Regions from separate parts of the Sus scrofa genome. Here region 1 is linked to region 2. A link is a contact called in public HiChIP or PLAC-seq data. All regions are on one chromosome and are shown on one strand. The core of a region is the stretch at or near the end of the contact, and the rest is flanking DNA. Distances in the headings are between cores, read along the strand shown. Region 1 overlaps RABEP1 (rab GTPase-binding effector protein 1). Region 2 overlaps RABEP1 (rab GTPase-binding effector protein 1).

Region 1 (5,869 bases), core at 2,028-4,527, 110 kb after region 2:
ACCCTGCGGTGGAACGGCAGGGCAGAGTAACAGAAGGAAAATGGCTTAGCATGAGCCTTAGATCTGCCCTCACTGGGTAGGTGTTACCTTGGCCAAGTCACCGAAGCCCCATGGATGTTTTGGTTTGGTTTGGTTTTGGCCAGGCCTGCTGGTATGCAGAAGTTCCCAGACCAGGGATCACCCCACCCCCAGCAGTGACTCGAGCCACAGCTGTGACAACACCAGATCCTTAACCCACCGCACCACCACGGAACCCTCCAGGAATGTTTTTATGTCACATATCCATTCATTCATCCATCAATCCAATATTTAAAGAGTGACTACTGCCCACCAAGCTCTGTTTGGGTACGAAGGATACTCCCACGAAAGAGACAATGTTCGGGCTCTCGTGGAGCCTGCTGCTTATGGGAGAAGATGCGATATACAAGCAAATAAACAACTTAAAAGGCAATTTCACACAATGACAAGAGCATTTTTTTTTTTTGGTCACGCCCATCTGGGCCAGAGATGCAACCCATGCCACAGAAGTGACAATGCTGGGTCTTCACCCATAGGCCACCAGGGAGCTCCTCCTCATGATGTTTTTTTTAAAAAATAGCACTTGTTGGAGGTGTTCCTTAGTGACCTAGCAGTTAAGGATCTGGCATTGTCACTGTTATGGCGTGGATCACTGCTGCGACATGGGTTCCACCCTTGGTCAAAGAACTTCCACATGCCCCAGGTGCAGCCAAAACAGCAGCATGATACCGTGGGAGCCTGGAGAGGGGTGTGGATGCTACTTAGATAGGGTGCTGGGGAAATTTTCCCTGAGGAGGTGATATTTGAACTGAGAATGGAATGAGGAGGAGGACTCAGCCCTGTGAAAAGCTGGAGGGACCAACAAGTGTGAAGACCCTGAAAAGAAGACAGGACCAGAAAGAAGACATGTGTGACTGGAGCTTTGCAAAGGAGGGGGAAGCTGGGGCCATGAGACTGGAGAGCTTGGCATCACGCTACAGAGTGGCCCTTCATCTCAGTTTTCCAGGCACTTGACCGGTTTATTCCTATTGCCTGGCCCTTTTAAAGTTTGTTCTGCCTTTTTCACTTTGAACAGTATTTGGGTGGGTTGGTTTGTTTGCTTTTTTTTTTAGGGCTGCACCCATAGCATATGGAGGTTCCCAGGTGAGGGGTCTAATCAGAGAGTTGTAGCTGCCAGCCTACACCACAGCCACAGCCACAGCAACACGGGACGCGAGCTGCGTCTGTGACCTACACCAGAGCTCATGGCAATGCCATATCCTTAACCTACTGATCGAGGCCAGGGATTGAACCTGCGTCCTCATGGATGCCAGTCAGATTTGCTAACCACTGAGCCATGATAGGAACTCCCCCCCCCCTTTTTTTTTTGAGGCATGCAGAAGTTCCCAGGCCAGGAATCGAACCCGTGCCACTGCAGTGACAAATGCTGGGTCCCCAACCTGCTGAGCCGCCAGGGACCTCCCAGTGTTTGGGTCTGAACAACCAATGATACAGTTCCTCTTACTTGAGGGCCACAGTGAGGGATGTGGGTATTTTCTCAATGCAGTGAGAAGCCACTGGAGGGTTGTAGGCAGGAGAATCAAGGATCCCTGGAGGGACTGGATGCTTCCTGTGGGCTCATCAGAGCTTTCTCCGCTTCTGAAATAAGACAGAGCAGTTGCCATGGACCTGGCTTCCCTCTCCAGGGATCTCCAAGCTGATCTGCCCGAATGTATCTTTGAATCAAACCTAAAAAGTTTGAAATACATCACACGTGGCCAACATACCACGCAGCCTGGCACTGGCCTCCTGGTGTGTAGATTTCCGACCCCACAAGTCGGGCAGGATGTACCAGGTGTCCTGATAGAATCGGGGAGGCCCACCTGCAGCTGCTGGGGGGTGAGGGGGCGGGGGCACAGTGGCAACTGCAATCCTTGCTTTTAGCCTGTTGCGATGTGTTCCAGTTTAAGAGGGCCCAGAGAAACATCTTTTCTGAGTCTACTATCCAGTTTACTCTTAACCAGCCCTCCATGACTGGACACGTGCCTTGCAAAGATACACAGATTGAAGAAAAATTATTAAAGCCACTTCAAGCCCCAAACAAGGAAGTAGTAAAGCCGGAGCCTCTCCTGGTGGAAGTCCTTCTACAGCCAGGTTATGATAAGAAGACATTGACGCACTAATTAGATCTGACAAATCAGCAAGAGAACAAGAGAGAGAAATGATCAAAAAGAATGTTTGAACTACATGCTTTTTTTGTTTGTTTTTTGGTCTTTTTAGGGCCGCTCCCGTGGCACATGGAGGTTCCCAGGCTAGGGGTCGAATCGGAGCTGTAGCCGCCAGCCTACACCACAGCCACAGCAACGCGGGATCGGAGCCACATCTGCGATCTACATCACAGCCCACAGCAACGCCGGATCCTTAACCCACTGAGCAAGGCCAGGGATCGAACCTGCAACCTCAGGGTTCCTAGTCGGCTTGGTTTCTACTGCGCCACGACGGGAACTCCTGAAATACATGCTTCTACCCATGATCATTCATGTTGCCTTTGACCCTGAGTCTGTTCTGAGAAAATAATGGTAAGTGAGTAATTACGAGCCATAGTAATAATAGGAATAACTGGTAGCGTGTGCTCAAAAGCGTGTTGTTGTCAATAGTAGAATCACCTAAGTCTGGAGATCATTTGCTGAGAGCAAATCTCCCAGTGGATCCTACTCCGCCAGCACACCATCGAACCCAGGGCAGGTGCTCAAAAACTATGTGTGCAAAAATATCTGATGGTGGAGCATCAAACTCCCCCCCACCCCCACCCTCGCCTGCGACACTGAACCTGGGCTGCAGTAGTGAAGGCGCCAAGTTCCCACCGGGGAACTCCCTCAGGCTGTCTCCTCTTCCTCTCGCGCCAAGTGCCCAGCTCAGGCCTGGCCTCTGACCCCCTGGGATGCCTGCCTCCCCTCCTTGCTGATTTCCCCACATCCCACCCTGCTTACCTCCATCCCCCTCTGCCGCTGAGTGATCTTCCAACAGGCCTAAGACCGTCAGTGGCCCCCCGCTGCGAGCTGGATACAACCCCCGTTTCTCAGCCAGATGTACAAGGCCTTCAAGAACAGTGTCCAGCCTTGCCTCACCTCGTCCCCATCCTCTAGCCCATCTCACCAAGTGCCCAGGAGCCAAACTACTTCGAGTTCCTTGAAAGTATCTTCAAGGCCATTGGTCTCACCTGCCGGTCTGTCTAGATTTATTCCTTCTAACCCTTTCAACTTGAGTCTAGACAGGATCTCTTCCAGCAAACCTTCCCTGACTCATCACCTCCCTGGTCTGAGCTGAAGACCAGCTCCTTAGGGCCCCTATCAGAGCGTCAGCAACTTCTGGCTCTGTGTTTTGCTCTCCACTCCTTGAAAGTAGGAAGTGGGTCTATAGCCAGGGCTTCCATGTAGAGGCTGCAGGGATGACTGGAAGAAAGAATGAAACTCTTGGTTTGGGCAGGGCGTTCAGGCACAGGTTTCTCATTAGGATGTCAAGCAAAGGCTCCCTGCAGATTCCTTCTGGGGAGGGCGAAACTTGCAGGAATCCATCCCTAAGGGATGTGAGTCACTCTGCAAGGCTCTTAATCTTGCCTGTCGCTTTGGGTTTGGCCCTCCTCTTTTCGCTGGACCATGCTGTCTTCTACACACACTCATGCGCTCTCTCTCCCTGTCATCAGATTGCAAACTTGGGCTCCAAGCGCCCTCTGTGCAGCTAGGGTCTGGATCTGCACGCGTGGGGAAGGCGCATGTCCTGGTCTTTTGCCCTGAACACACACAGGAAGTCAGCCAGCCAGGCAGCCAGCCACAGTTATATTTAGATGTCTGTCACCTGATGGGGTCCTCCATTAATCAGGGCACAGTGGCAGCTGTGGTATTTCGGGAGTAAACTGAGGTGGGACCAGGGGTAGTGAGGAACGGGGCAGGAAGCCTGGGCATTGACTCCAGGCTCATTTAGGCAAGACCAAGGGCAGGGGTGAAAACGCACAGCTTACAGGAAAGCTGGAGAGATGGAGGTCAGACTCAAGGAGATCTGGGACTTGAGGGGAATCAGTGCCTGGCTTGGGGCTGGGGGAGGTGGTGCCTGGGAGATTAGAAGGAAGAATGGCTCAGCTCTTCTGGCCCCTTCCCTGCCCCGGAGGCTGGTCGGGGGCAGGATCTTGGGCCCCTTCCTGCCGGGTGAGCTGTGGCTGAGTGAGTAGCTCTCTGACAGGCAGTAACGCCCAGCCGCAGTCAGCAGTGAAAGCTGCGGTCAGCTGATCCCATCCACAAGGGAGAAATGAGAAAGAAGCACACATGCAGGATTTTTTTTTTTTTTTTAGGGCTGCACCTGTGGCATATGGACGTTCCCAGGCTAGGGGTCAAATCAGAGCTACAACTGCCAGCCTACACCACAGCCACAGCCACACAAGATCTGAGCCATGTCTGCGACCTACACTTCAGCTCTTCACAATGCCAGATTCTTAACCCACTGAGCCGAGGCCAGGGATCGAACCCGCATCCTCATGGATACTACTCAGATTCGTTACCGCTGAGTCATAGCGGGAACTCCCATGAAGGATTTTTTTTTTTTTTTCCAATCCCCAAAGGCCTTTCTTGCCTCAGATTTGGTTTATTAAATGACTGCCCTGGGAGCCAGGGATGGGCCCTAAATCACCATTGAGCCGGTTGCTTTTCCTTCCTTTCATCTCTAGAATCCATCCCCACCCCCCTGGAGGGCGTGTTGCAAGGATCTCTTGCTCTGGCCTTGCCCCTCCAGGCTATTCCAGACGCTGCCCAAAACAGTTGGCTTCCCACAGCCAAATAAATACAAGGAAAACATAGCAGAGGGATCCATTGTCACTGAAAATATGTAGTTTTCTAGATAGTCAAGTACGTTTAGATCTGGTGGACACACCGTTCTCTGGGAAGTCCCCTTTGGTGACACTGACTGCACAATGTCGTCATTGCCTGGAAATAAAAATGGTTGACACTGGAGTTCCCTGGTGGCTCAGTGGGTTAAGGATCTGGTGTTTTCTGCCATGGTTCGGGTTGCTGCTGTGGCATGGGTTCGATCCCTGGCCTGGGAACTTCCACATTCCCTGGGCACAGCTAAAACATGTACTAGTGTTGCCACAAGCACCCAGTGCTGCCCCTCACATCAGGGTCACCCATGCCCCTCAGTCTGGCTTTCAAAGTCATAGGGAGCTCCCTGGTGGTCTAGTGGTTAGGACTCGGCACTTTCACACCACAGCCCGGGTTCAATCTCTGGTCTGGGAACTGAGATCCCACATCAAGCAGCTGCTTGCAGTGGCAAGAAAAAGAACAAAATAAAAAAATAAATAAAAAGCCCCAAAGTCCTCCATGTCTGACATCTAGGCTTCCCACCAGACTTTTTTTTACCAACAGCTTTCCTGAGGTATTAGTGACATAAAATAAAAGAAACTGTACATATTTAGTGTGTCCCACGCGGTAAGTGCTGACACGTACTCAAATACACACATACCCCGGAAACCAACGCCACCAAGTTGTGCCCCTGTTTATCACCCCCCAAATTTCCCCATGGCCTCTCGTCATCCCTTCTTCCCAGTTCTCCCCTTCCCACTCCCTCAAAACTTCCAGTACTCGCTCTGGCGCTGTGGAGCAGTTTGCAAAGGCTGGGGCCGGGGCGGAGGGGACGTGTCTCGTGCAGAAACAGACTCACAGAGGACACGCTCCTTTCCGTCGGGCTCCTTCCACTGGGCACAACTAGCTGAGCGCGAGTCAACAGTGCACTTCTCTTTGGTGCTGTGTTTAACATTTTCCATTGTATGAACGTACTGCAATTTGTTTCTTCATTTACCTGTGGACAAACATACATTTAGATGGCC
Region 2 (5,764 bases), core at 3,037-5,536:
TTACCACTGTGCCACCACAGAACTCCGATAAGGTCCTACAAATTTGAATAGCTTTAGCAATAAATCTAAGTCACCAAAGCATTCCATATTAACTTTAACTCAACAGACTAAAGTAAACTGTCATGACTCTCAATATAAAACAAGTACGCTCCACATTCAAACTGTAAAACACTGGATCTGAAAGTCTGGAACATACGTCAACGTCAGAAAATGTTATGCACAATATATAATACACATCTGTTAAGAGAGAATACAACATTTTTAAGTGCTTCATTGTAACACAACAAATCTCCCCTTCCTGCTTTCCTGCTAAAATACTTTTTGCAAAGTTTAAAACTTTTCCAAACATTCCTGGACACAGGACTGCATGATGCAGAAACCACATATTTGGCAGTACCCAAAAATTGAGACAGACTCTCGGAAGTCTAACATTTAAAAAAAAATGTGAAACAGAAAAAGGCCAAAGTTCTAAGTGTATGATCCAAAAGGAAGAATGTACAAAAACAATTACATCATACTTTTCTTTTTTTGCTTTTTAAGACCATACCTGCAGCATATGGAGGTTCCCAGCCTGGGGATCAAATCGGAGCTGTAGCCACTGGCTTACAGCACAGCCGCAGCAACGCCAGACCCTTGACCCACTGAGAGAGGCCAGGGATCGAACCTGAGGCCTCATGGATACTAGTCAGGTTTGTTAACCACAGAGCCACGACGGGAGCTCCTTACATCCTACTTTTCAGTGTCCACTAGTATTCTTTAAAGCCTTTTTTTCAATGTCCACTAATCCATAAACATGGGTATGTGAGCCACCAGGAAGTAGATTATCCACGGCTCAATGCTCATCTAAAAACTAAATAGAAACAGGATACCTCAGAAAGTGAGAAAAGATCCTTATGCAATTTAACTAAAACTGGTTCATCAGGCAGGGAAAGGAGATAGGGGTGAGGGAGTGGGGGAGTGAGTACGAAATTCTAAACAGCAGGGACAGTATAAACAACACGTATGAGCATGGACAGGAGTGGAAAGGTCTGGCTGTGATGAAGGGGAAAGCATGGCAGGGCTCGAAAGGTCATTCGACGCTGAAGGTTCCTGGACAGCAGCTGGGGACCCTAGCTTTTACCCTGAGGACAATTAACAGAGGCATTTCCTTCCCTGAAGAGGAAATATCAGCCTGAGTCTTGAAGGATGAATAGAAGGATTCTGGAACTCTGAAAGGCAGAGGGGAGGTAAAAGCATTCCCAGTGAAAGAACCAACACGCAAGGCAGAGTACAGCACAAGACGACGACCAATGTGGCTAAAACAGAGCGCAGATTATGAAGGGTCTTGACTGAATGAGGAATCTGCGCTTAATTATGCAGGTGATGGGAACCACAGTGGTGGTTTTGAGTAGTGGGGTAGCCTGACAACAGCTGCAGTTAAGAAAAATGAATCTGGAGTTCCCGTTGTGGCTCAGTGATCAACGAATCTGACTAGGAACCATGAGGTTGCGGGTTCGAGCCCTGGCCTTGCTCAGTGGGTTAAGGATCGGGCATTGCCGTGAGCTGTGGTGTAGGTCGAAGACGTGGCTCAGATCCTGCGTTGCTGTGGCTCTGGTGTAGGCTGGCGGCTACAGCTCTGATTCGACCCCTAGCCTGGGAAACTCCATATGCCGCAGGAGTGGCCCAAGAAATGGCAAAAAGACTAAATAAATAAATAAATAAATAAATAAATAAATAAAATAAATAAATGAAAAGAAAAATAAAAGAAAAATTAATCCGACAGTAATGCTGGCAGCGCAGTAGAATGGGCGGGACAGCTGAAGGAGGAAACGTACTGAGGAGGGGCTGGCCACATTGTGGGTGACAGGGGATGAGGCCAGAGAAACACCACTTACCACCTCCAGGTCCCCCTACTTTACCCATCCTCACTACCTGAGATGTTCTACTCTCCACAACCTGCCCAAGCCCCACACTGTTCACAGAGCTTAAGACCTAATACTTGCTAATATTCAAAAATATGCTAGAGTGGAGTTCCCAGTGTGGTGCAGTGGGTTAAGGATCTAGCACTGCCACAGCTGTGGCAGAGGCCGAAGAGGCAGCTCAGATTCCATCCCTGGCCTGGGAACTTCCATATGCTGTGGGTTTTTTTCCGAAAAAGGAAACGAAACAAAAACGCTAGAGAATTATTTCACTTCTTTAGATAATCTCTTTTAAACAAAAGCACAAAGTATTAGCAACATTTATTCATAACCAAAAAGAATTTGCAAATATTACTTAATTTTCTTCTACAGGAGTTCTCGTCATGCCACAGTGGAAATGAGTACGACTAGGGACTATGGGGTTTTGGGTTCCATCCCTGGCCTCGCTCAGTGGGTTGAGGATCCCGCTGTGAGCTGTGAGGTGGGTCAGAGATGCCGCTTGGATCCTGCGTTGCTGTGGCTGTGGTGCAGGCTGGCAGCTACAGCTCCGACTGGACCCTTAGCCTGGGAACCTCCATATGCCGCGGGTGTGGCCCTAAAAAGACAAAAATAAATAAATAAATAAATTTTCTTCTACAGTTTTAATTTTGGAACCACTAGTAAGAAGAACATCTAACTGTTTCACAGACCATGAGATAAAATGAATGTTTCAAATGGTACCACGTATAATACTGTAAAAACATTAGAAAATATTATTTTACCTAATTTTCAGGTAGCAGCTATTATGCACCTTCCATATGAACAACGTAACTGACTGATATATGAGAAGCTAAAAAATGGTAACACTGTGTATACAATGATTTTAATTTTATAGATTCATTATACCTCCTCATTTGATAATTGCGCTGAAGATTCTTCATGAGTTAAAGCACACACTACTGGTATTTTTACTTCTTCCTCAACATCTGTTTTGTTGTGATCTTTCCTCTTATTAAGTCTTTGTTGCTCATCTTCCTCCTAAAAGTTAGGAATAAAAAAAATATATATTATCCAGGTAATCCATATTTAATAATTCACATAATTCTTTAACCACTCAAAATAAAAAGAACAGAGCTTTATGATAAGCAAAAAGTGGACACATGATTATTTGTTTCATAATCACATCTAAAGACAACTAATTATAATAAAATGTTTTAATACTATAGAAAAAAGTATGAATCCTGGTGTAGAAAAAAATCAGAAAAAGTTTCCAATAAAAGTATTATCATGTGAAGGCAAAACAAGAAAGCAAATCATCTCCCCTTTAAATCACCTTTCCTTCTTCAAGTGATCCGAGAAAGAAAATTTACATAGAATGTTCCTTCAGGTTATTGTCAAAAACAAACAGGAAAGGAGTTCCCGTCGTGGTGCAGTGGTTAACGAATCCGACTAGGAACCATGAGGTTGCGGGTTCAGTCCCTGCCCTTGCTCAGTGGGTTGACGATCCGGCGGTGTTGCCATGAGCTGTGGTGTAGGTTGCAGACGCGGCTCGGATCCCGTGTTGCTGTGGCTCTGGCGTAGGCCGGTGGCTACAGCTCCGATTCAACCCCTGGCCTGGGAACCTCCATATGCCGCGGGAGCGGCCCAGGAGATAGCAACAACAACAACAACAATAACAACAACAACAAAAGACAAAAAAAAAAAAAAAAAAAAAAAAAACCAGGAAAAAGTTAGGGCATTACACATCCATTTGAAACATGTACAGATATGAAATACAAAGGAATGATTGAAGCTGATGTAATAATTCACTCAACAGGAGTTCCCATCGTGGCTCAGCAGAAACGAATCTGACTAGTATGCATAAGGATGCGTGTTCAATCCCTGACCTTGCTGAGTGGGTTTAGGATCTGGTATTGCCGTGAGCAGTAGTGTAGGTCACACACGCGTTTCTGATCCTGAGTTGCTGTGGCTGTGGTGGAGGCTGGCAGCTACAGCTCCGATTCAACCCCTAGCCTCCATATGCCACAGGTGAGGCCCTAAAAAGACAATAAACAAACAAACAAACAAAAATAATTCACTCAACAACAGTGAAAGATACCTTCCATGCTCATGCCCCCAAATCAGTCCAGGGGAAGAGACAAAAACACAATCACACTACTACACAAGCATAAACAAGGTTCTACAGGAGGAAGAAGATTTCATCTGAGGGAGCTAGAAAGGAGGCTCCCAAAGAAGATAACACTTCGGCTGGATCTCTAAGAATCAATAAGATGAATCTGCCAACTGCATGAGAGGAGACAAGCAATGGTCCCGGAGGGAGAAAGGAAGCACGTACCAAGGGACAGGGGCCCAGAAGAGCAGGCATATCAGGAAATACTGAATCATCTCATGTGACTAAAAAGAGGGCAGGCACATGAGCAGTGAGGAACATGGAGCAGGAGGTGGTGGTTCAGTGTCAGCATCTGCAATCAGAGACTGGTCAACCCTCAGATACGCCCAGCTCATTTGGAAAGTCTTCTCGTGTGGTTCTCTTTTTTGAGAAACACATGAGATAAAGCTTTACATATAAAGCCTTAGCACAATGCTGGCACACAGGCCTTAAATGACCAGTTTTGCAGTTTAAACTGTTTTAAATGGGCAGCAGGAAGAGGATGGTTCTATCTTACTTTAGAATCAGCCTGACTGTGTCTGTACAAGATGAATGAGGCAAAACTAAGAGACAGAAAGGAAATTTGAAAAGGAAGAAACTTCTGAAAAACAAAGGCCCTCATTACTTATCCATTCTTTCTTTTTTTTTGGTCTTTTTAGGGCCACAGGTGCAGCAAATGGAAGTTCCCAGGCTAGGGGTCAAATCACAGCTGCAGGTGCCAGCCTACACGACAGCCACAGCAACAGGGGATCCGAGCTGTGTCTGCGACCTACACCACAGCTCACGGCAACACTGGATCCTTAACCCACTGAGCAAGGCCAGGGATCGAACCTGCAACCTCATGGATACTAGTCAGGTTCGTTTCCACTGCGCCACAATGGGAACTCCTGAAAAACAAAATCGAATGTAAGTTATACAAGGTAATCTAAAATACTTCTTGTAATACCTGCATAGCTATTCTAAGGAAATATTTGCACACATAACATAGTATAGGATGTTAACTGCAACACTGTTAGAAATGACAAAAAGAAAGAAACCATCTGGATGCCCACTAGAAGGAGAAGAATTAATTATCGTACATTCATGCTACCAGTTAACAAGAATGAGACAGATCTCTGATGTGAAAACAGAGCCAAGATGATGCTTATGAGAAAAATAAGTTATAGAATAAATACTTATACTCTGATACCAGTTGTTTGAAACAAACAAACAAACAAAAAACCCCCCACCAAATATACACTTAAAAACACACAGAAATGGTCTGGAAGACCACCTTCTGAACTAATTATTTCTGATTACAATAAGAGGTTACTTCTGAAGAGTTCCTGCTGGGGTGCAGTGGGTTGAGTCCAACTGCAGGAGTTCCAGTTGTGGTTCACTGGGTTAAGAACCCGATTAGTATCCATGAGGATACGGGTTCAATCCCTGGCCTGGATCAGTGGGTTAAGGATCCAGTGTTGCCTCGAGCCATGGTGTAGGTCACAGATGCAGCTCAGATCCAGGGCTGCTGTGGCATAGGCCAGCAGCTATAGCTCTGATTCAACCCCTAGCTTGGGAACTTCCATATGTGGCAGGAATGGCCCTAAACAGACAGGGAAGAAAAAAAAAAGAAAGAAAGAAAGAAAAAAGAATGTAACTGCAGCAGCTCAGGTCACTGTGGAGGTGCAGGTTCAATCCCCACCCCAGCACAGTGGGTTAAACAGTGTTGCCACAGCTGTGGCACAGGTGGCAGCTGCAG

Evidence for each region. HiChIP or PLAC-seq counts read pairs in DNA pulled down with a chosen protein or histone mark.
Region 1: an H3K27ac HiChIP or PLAC-seq map of alveolar macrophages shows a contact between it and region 2. The contact joins two enhancer-like sites. A contact is called at or near these places in 2 of 47 Hi-C or Micro-C datasets (embryonic fibroblasts and spleen) and 2 of 2 datasets of contacts at active chromatin or transcription factors (alveolar macrophages and skeletal muscle).

What each region holds. Positions count from the first base shown.
Region 1 is chr12:51,746,009-51,751,877 of Sscrofa11.1, forward strand. The region is part of intron 2 of RABEP1 (rab GTPase-binding effector protein 1); the gene reads right to left. Among named protein-coding and RNA genes, the nearest start is that of SCIMP, 24 kb to the right of the region's middle. Within about 2 kb of position 3,278, at least 44 of the 83 cell types and tissues checked have an H3K27ac peak or open chromatin away from gene starts, as enhancers often do. A contact at or near this core is called in alveolar macrophages, where this site is marked.
Region 2 is chr12:51,633,930-51,639,693 of Sscrofa11.1, forward strand. It overlaps RABEP1 (rab GTPase-binding effector protein 1), which reads right to left. Exons shown (of 20, transcript XM_021067732.1): 10 at 2,784-2,915. Among named protein-coding and RNA genes, the nearest start is that of NUP88, 74 kb to the left of the region's middle. Within about 2 kb of position 4,287, at least 2 of the 83 cell types and tissues checked have an H3K27ac peak or open chromatin away from gene starts, as enhancers often do. A contact at or near this core is called in alveolar macrophages, where this site is marked.